Regions from separate parts of the Drosophila melanogaster genome. Here region 2 is linked to region 1. Evidence: chromatin contacts called from public Hi-C data. All regions are on one chromosome and are shown on one strand. The core of a region is the stretch at or near the end of the contact, and the rest is flanking DNA. Distances in the headings are between cores, read along the strand shown.

Region 1 (3,296 bases), core at 286-2,785:
GAGGTCATGCAGCGTATGGAGTTGGTTGGCGTTAATTAATTTTTAATGAATATATATTGACAATGCATTGAAAGCTATCACAAGCCACACTATGGCCTTATGCTATGTTAATTATTTCTTTTTTGTGCACTTATTTTTTTTTATTTTTTTTTTCATAGTTAGCTGGCTTTTGCGTTTTTTAAAAGCCCGCCATTTCCGTCCTGCCTCGTGGCCTAAAAGTAGGCAACACTCTGAGTGCCAACGCTTTCGAGTGTGTTGCACTTGAGGGCCAAAAGACGGCAAACGGGAAAGCGAGGTAGCGAAGGGGCGAAAAAAGTGCGGAAAAGTAGGGAAAAGTGCGGAAAAGTGTGGCAGCGTTTATTGTTTGTCAAGCGATACGCTTCAAAGGATCTTATGGTAGGCGAAGAAAAGCATTGCATATGCTGGAAAATTCATTAAAAAAAATCAATGCAAGTGCTTAACAACGAATTTCTTGTTTACCACTGGGATCATTTTTTTTTTTGATTTTTAATTTTGATACATCATCCTTAAAGGGTATTTGAGGTGGTGCCTTTGCCTTGGATTTTCCTTTGCCCCTTTTGGCTGCTGTTGTTCCCTCGATTCATATGTGTTGTTGCTACCACTCTGTTTGCACTGTTCTTGGCATTGTTTTCCTTTGGCCGGATTGTTGTTGCCGCTACCGAAGCCATCCATAGCTGCTATAGCCATATAGCTGATGCCAGGCATTATGGGTCGGCTCAGAGTCTGAGCTCCCTGGGTTTCAGCTGAGAGTAGCTTGGCATTGCATGGCAGCCAGCCAGCATTTGCAAGTCAAATGAAATTATTTATTTTGCATACAGAGGAACAGGATTGTCGGGTGGCTGGGAATGGGGCTCGCAGTTTCGTGATGAGGGGCGGAATTGGAGTGAATATAAAAAATAAAAGGAATATAATGTTATACAACATGCATTTATTATAAATATTTAAGCAATATTCCGGCTACTTTGGAGAGTGCGTCTGTCAAAGGGGGAATGAGATTTCAATTTTAGATGGAAATTCTTGGCTAATTAGTGAGCATCGGCGCACAGAGAGCTTTTCCTGCACATTTGCCTGCATTTCGAATGGGTGTGTGTGTGTGTGCCTGTGTGTGTGTTTGTGTGTGTGTGTGCCTTGGCATTTCCGTTAGAAACTTTCCATTTCCGTTTGCAGAGATTTTTTAATTTTCCTGTTCATTTAATTGCACAAGAAGCGAAAGATATGCCAAAACGAAGAGAAATTATAGTTCAACTTAATGATTTTCCAGTGAATTTGTGCCAAGTTGTGCTCGTTCATTTCTTTACCAAAATTCAGTACTGTATTTTCACATAAATTTAAGAACAAATCTCTGCTCACCGACAGCTTTTGGCCATCAAGAACCGATTACTTTCCGGGAACCACTTGCAAAAGCGTTAAACGAAAACAAAATCCGTTCACAAACACAAACGCACGCACACACTCACCTACACCTTTTTACATAAATACTCACTCACACTCAGGCATTAAAGGGAGTGAGGTAGAAATCCCTTCAGCTGAGAAGTATGCAACATTTGGGTTTTATTTTTCATTATTTCTCTGCTGTCCGCCATGTTGCTTATTTAATAATTCACACAGCTGGCACCGGAAAAAGGGATGCGTTCACTGAGAAAAAAGTGCGTCATAATTAGCTGCAAATAGACGAAAATAGTAGATAAAAACAAAAAAAAAAAACCGCACAAACTAAAATTATTACATTTACTATAAGATTACGAAAATTATGAAAACCTTTACTTTCAAAGCATTTCCATTTTAGTTTTTTCTTGAGCTTCAGCTTAGTTTTCCGGTGCACCCGTGTGTGGTAGTAACGCTTACGTGTGTTTATGCTTGATTATAACATTTATGGCGATTACTCATACGCCCCGTGTGCCACAAGCCACTGACAATGATGATGGGGCGACACTCGAGTCAAAAACGTTGCTAATTAAGTGTTAAATCATGCCGAAAATATGCCCATTCAGCTGCCAACTCATGTGTGTGTGGTTGTTATTTTCATTTCTTTATTTTACTAGGGCGTACTGTAATGTTAGGTATTATATTGTAGTAGATATAAGGTGTATGTGCGTTCCATCCATTCGCTTTGACAGCCACGCCCCAAAGAGCACGCACTCGTTGTGCACAAATGAACGCAAAAATTCGCAGACACATGCCTTCGTTTTTTTTTTGCCGGAAATTCGCCAACTCATGTCCTTCACCTTCACCAAAACGCGCCACGCGCCCCCATCCCCAAAAACGGATAGAAAAACGCTCGAAAAAAAAAGGGTTTAGGATGCGCGAATCCTCGAGTGATTTGTGCGTGGGTCCTGCTCAGTTCATAAATCATTTCTAATAGAACTGTTGCCATTAAGCCGAACATATTTTCCGAGCCTAATTTACACACAGTCAATTTGGCACAAGGAAACCGGTATAATTAAATAGTACTCTTTGCTGTAGGGATTTTTTGACTGTTACCGCTTACATTAAATATTAAAAACAAACTAACTTGCTGGGAGAAACTAAATTCTACATACTCGGAAGTTTGTATCCTTGTTTATTTTCTTTGGCAGTTTTCGCAATATTGTCGCCATTGAAGGCAACTAATGAACTTTATTAAAATACCCTCTAATGTGCACACATGTCGTGCCTTTTGGTCCCCCCTTTTTTTTTTGTTTTTTTGACACACTTTTATGGGCAATTTGAAACACATTTCATGTGGGCCCAGCCTTCGCCTTCAACTGGCAAAAACAACGTCGTAGTATAATGTGTTGCCCACTTTTTTTGGGGTGGGGGGTTTCTCCTCATTAACTTTTGCTGGGGCTTCACATAATAAGATGTTGTTGTGCGTACTTAAGTGAAATCTCCTTAATATGTTAACAACTCATTGGGGGATTTTTTTTTTTTTTCGTTTCGACCTTAGACAATTGGCCCACTGTGATAGACGCTTTTTGGCCGAGTCCTGTGGCCATGTCATTTTTGTCAGGAAAATTCGAAGAAGATGAACGAAAAAACTATGACCAAAGGTCTAAGATTTTGTCTTGTCACTTTCTGCTCAGCTTGCTGAATTATTTATGGAGATGAAGGTGAAGATTCCACGCAGCAAAAAAAAAAAAAAAAGTAAAAAAATACATACAAGTAAATATATACATTTAGAAAAAAAAAAAGAAACACAGAGCTGCCAAAAACAAAGGACACAAAGCATAAAGACAATTTTGCCTGCTGTGTCAAGTGGCAAAATCTGCGCTGTAATGTGCATATATAATTTTCTA
Region 2 (3,296 bases), core at 466-2,965, 57 kb after region 1:
GAATTTCCGGGAACACTTTTGGCCTTCCCCCCTCCCTCTTTCGATAAAGTTCTTGGCGCCCAAAAATGCCACGCGTTATAAAATTTCCCTAACAGTCATTAAGTGCAACAAAAACACACTTCTCGTCTTGTCTTCTTTCTTTTTTTTCTTTTTTTTTTTTTTTGTGGCAGCGACAAATGGCAGCAAATTATGATGCTGCTTCCAAGTTATTCTGACAAAAGGAAGAAGATCCAAAACCCAAACCCAAACCCAAAGAAAATTGGAAACCCTTACCCCATCAAGCGTAAACTCTTCTCCATTTTAACCAATTTTTCGTTTCGTTCTTGGTTTCCTTTTTTTTTTTCCTTCCTTTCCCTGCTGCCAACAATTAATTGAAATTAACATATTTTTCTTCTTTTTATTTTAGACAACTTCCCAAACCCCTCATTCCTTGACCGCAGATCCACGCCTGACTAACTCAATTTCCACGAGTTTTACTCCGCCGGAAAAATTAAAATGCCGCGGATTAATTTTCAGCGTCTGGGCGAGGAAAATACGAAAAAAAAAAAAATGGGGGAAGTCAGCCACTCGGACCAATTAAATTCTTGCCAAAAGTTCACAAATTGCTTTATTTCAATAAATTACGAAATTTTACTAGTATCCATTTTCGCTTTCGAGTTGGAAAGGTGAAGAACTTTCTAATTTTCTCGGCGAAAATTTTGATGTATGTTTCACTTAAGAGCAGTTTAATTTTTTTTTTTTTTTAAACATTTAAAAGGGGGAAAGTCCGAATTAATTTCAGCAAATTGTTTATGGGGCCTGTAAGTGAAGCGCTCTCATTTTTGTGGCACCTTTAATGAGCCAGACTAAAATGCAGGGGCACACAGCCAAAGGGGGGGGGGTGGGGGTATATCCCCAATTCCCAGCCGAAGTGAAGTGAATCCCGAGGATATGGCGTTCGGTTTGCTCGGTCACATAATAAGGAAATTCCTCATACGCCACCGAATCCCCAGTTGCTCCACTTGCAGCGCTTTGAAATGCTGTACATATTATATATATGTGTAATATATATATATTTCATATTGTTGTTGTGGCTCCTTGTCGGGCTGTGCCTTTATGAAAAATTATACAAAACTTTTTACTTAGTGCCACGCGGGCTCTGAACAATTACGAGGCCATCAGGGAAGTGGATGGCAGGGCAAACGGCAAAGGGCAGCGGCGTCAAGTCAAGGGGTCGGCAAATAAATAACGTGTTTGTAATAATCCAGTCTCTCTCACTCTCTATATATATATACATATAAATATATAAATATACGTGTGTATATAATTGATTTGGCCCCTTAAACGATGCAGTAAGTTAAGGGGGAAAATGTGTGCGAATGTGGGGCTGGTCAATTGAAAATGGTTTCCCATTCGAATTGCTGGCTTATCGCTGCCAAGCACAATCTGTCAGTTCTCGACTAATTAACTGAGTGGCGAACAATGTCCAAGATTTATGGGCATTTTACTTGGCCGGAAATTTACTTAATTACAAAGTATTCACCCTTAACTAAAGTGGCATAAATCAGGGCAATTGTTGAAGAAACTTTGCTTGTGGTCGGTACATTCTCTAAAAGTTTTGGTTTCTTAAACTTCTGCGCAAAGGGAATTTAAAAGCTATGCCATTGTTGTGACTTTAATGGGTTAACGGCTTAATCGTTTTTTGTAGCAAGACTATTGTTTTGAAAAATGCCGAAAAGTAGGCAATCGCAATCGAATCAATCTCAGTACGGAAATAGGCTATGCACCTATGAATGCACCTGCTTTTCCTGCATTTTCCAATTAAATCTGGATAACTCGTCGAAGGTCAGATGCCCCGGCAGTTTTTCTAATTACGCACTCTAACAAATTCTTTGCGACTCACAATACCATTCCATGCTGTCACCTGGCAAACTTTCGGCATTTCTATGGAATTCAATTTCAAAGCTATATCATTTTCATTTAATTTCACGCTTTCAATTTGCGACCCACACAAACAGGAGCGTTTGGAGAAAAGAAAACGAAGGGGTGGGGGGTTTTGGTTGGAAAGGATCGCTCTTTGTCCGGCCGCATCCCTTTTTTTTAGCTCACACTCGCATTCGTGTTCGCATTTGAGACCCCACCATCAGTTTCGCCCATGGTGACCCCCTTTTTCATCGAGTGGTGACCCCGCGCCACCAGAGGACTCGCGGCACATGCCAAAGGTATGCCATAATGGATTCTTTTTTTTTTTTTTTTTTGCCGTTGTTTTTCTTTAGCCACCTATTGTCTGTAAAACGAAACCGCCTCTCGCCCCATTTCCCCTCAGTCTCATCCATTTTCCAGCCCGGAATCAAACCGAACCGTAGCGAACCGCATCGCCCGTCAATTTAGCACTTTCAACTAAACACACACGTGCACCTGTATGTTTTTCGAATGGATTGAAAGGGAATAGAAAGCAAAGCAGGAGGCAAAAGAAAAAAGTTTTAAAATACAACAAAAGAAGGGCGGGTAAACTGCACATCGCTTCAAACGGCAAACAAGAATATCCATGACCAGGTCAAAAGGCAACACGCATCACGACCACGAATCTGATTGCCCTCGCGGCATTTGCGTTTAATATTTCATATACCTATCACATTCTACATATTTCTAAAAGAAAAAACCAAATTTCTTAGTGTTATTTTTAATTATTAATCACTATTTTTTTAATTTACCTATTTTTCCATTTCAATTATGCGTAAGGGAATTACCTTAGCACAACATTTTTATGGAAACGATGACAAAGGTCGTCAATGGTTTTGGCCCCTGCATTTTTCAGCCATGCAACTGGCAGCAGTTTTCAAAAATACTTCAAACAAACAATTTTAGCACCGATGGCGATAAAAGGATTTTTCAATTTGCGAAAACCTTCGATGCGAGGGCTTTTGTGTGCGAGTGCGAGTGAGTGTGTGCTTGTGCGTTTGTTTGGGACTCACGAAATTGGTCAGCAAAAATTTGTTTGGCGTGTAAATTGAGCTTTTTTTTTTGCAGCCATTGTTTAAGTTTCGTGGGGGAAAGGAAAACTGCGGAAAATGCTTTTTAATCATTTAACTAACGTAATCAATTCTCCCATTTCTCTCTCTCTCTCTCTCTTGCTCTTTTCTCGGTCCTTTGCAAATTGCAATTCACAGCGCGAAACTTTTGATTAATTAAAAGTAAAACAAAAAAAAAAAAAACCCAGAGAGCCGACCAAGAACTGGCTTCTGGTGTCCAACAAACGGCCACAGGAATCGACAAGAAACAACAACAACCACAACGAGAGTCCTGAACTCAGCCGC

Evidence for each region. Hi-C and Micro-C count contacts between places; a contact is called where the count stands out from the background.
Region 2: a Hi-C map of the Kc167 cell line shows a contact between it and region 1, with 1.9 times the contacts expected there. The contact joins two enhancer-like sites. A contact is called at or near these places in 37 of 107 Hi-C or Micro-C datasets (the D17-c3 cell line, the Kc167 cell line, the S2 cell line and 13 more).

The regions. Positions count from the first base shown.
Region 1 is chrX:8,939,581-8,942,876 of dm6, forward strand. The region is part of intron 3 of rdgA (retinal degeneration A); the gene reads left to right. Among named protein-coding and RNA genes, the nearest start is that of CG43255, 17 kb to the left of the region's middle. Within about 2 kb of position 1,536, at least 6 of the 39 cell types and tissues checked have an H3K27ac peak or open chromatin away from gene starts, as enhancers often do. A contact at or near this core is called in the Kc167 cell line and head, where this site is marked.
Region 2 is chrX:8,996,231-8,999,526 of dm6, forward strand. The region is part of intron 3 of rdgA (retinal degeneration A); the gene reads left to right. All of the region lies in intron 2 of lncRNA:CR43836 (long non-coding RNA:CR43836), which reads right to left. Among named protein-coding and RNA genes, the nearest start is that of mir-31b, 4.4 kb to the left of the region's middle. Within about 2 kb of position 1,716, at least 6 of the 39 cell types and tissues checked have an H3K27ac peak or open chromatin away from gene starts, as enhancers often do. A contact at or near this core is called in the Kc167 cell line and head, where this site is marked.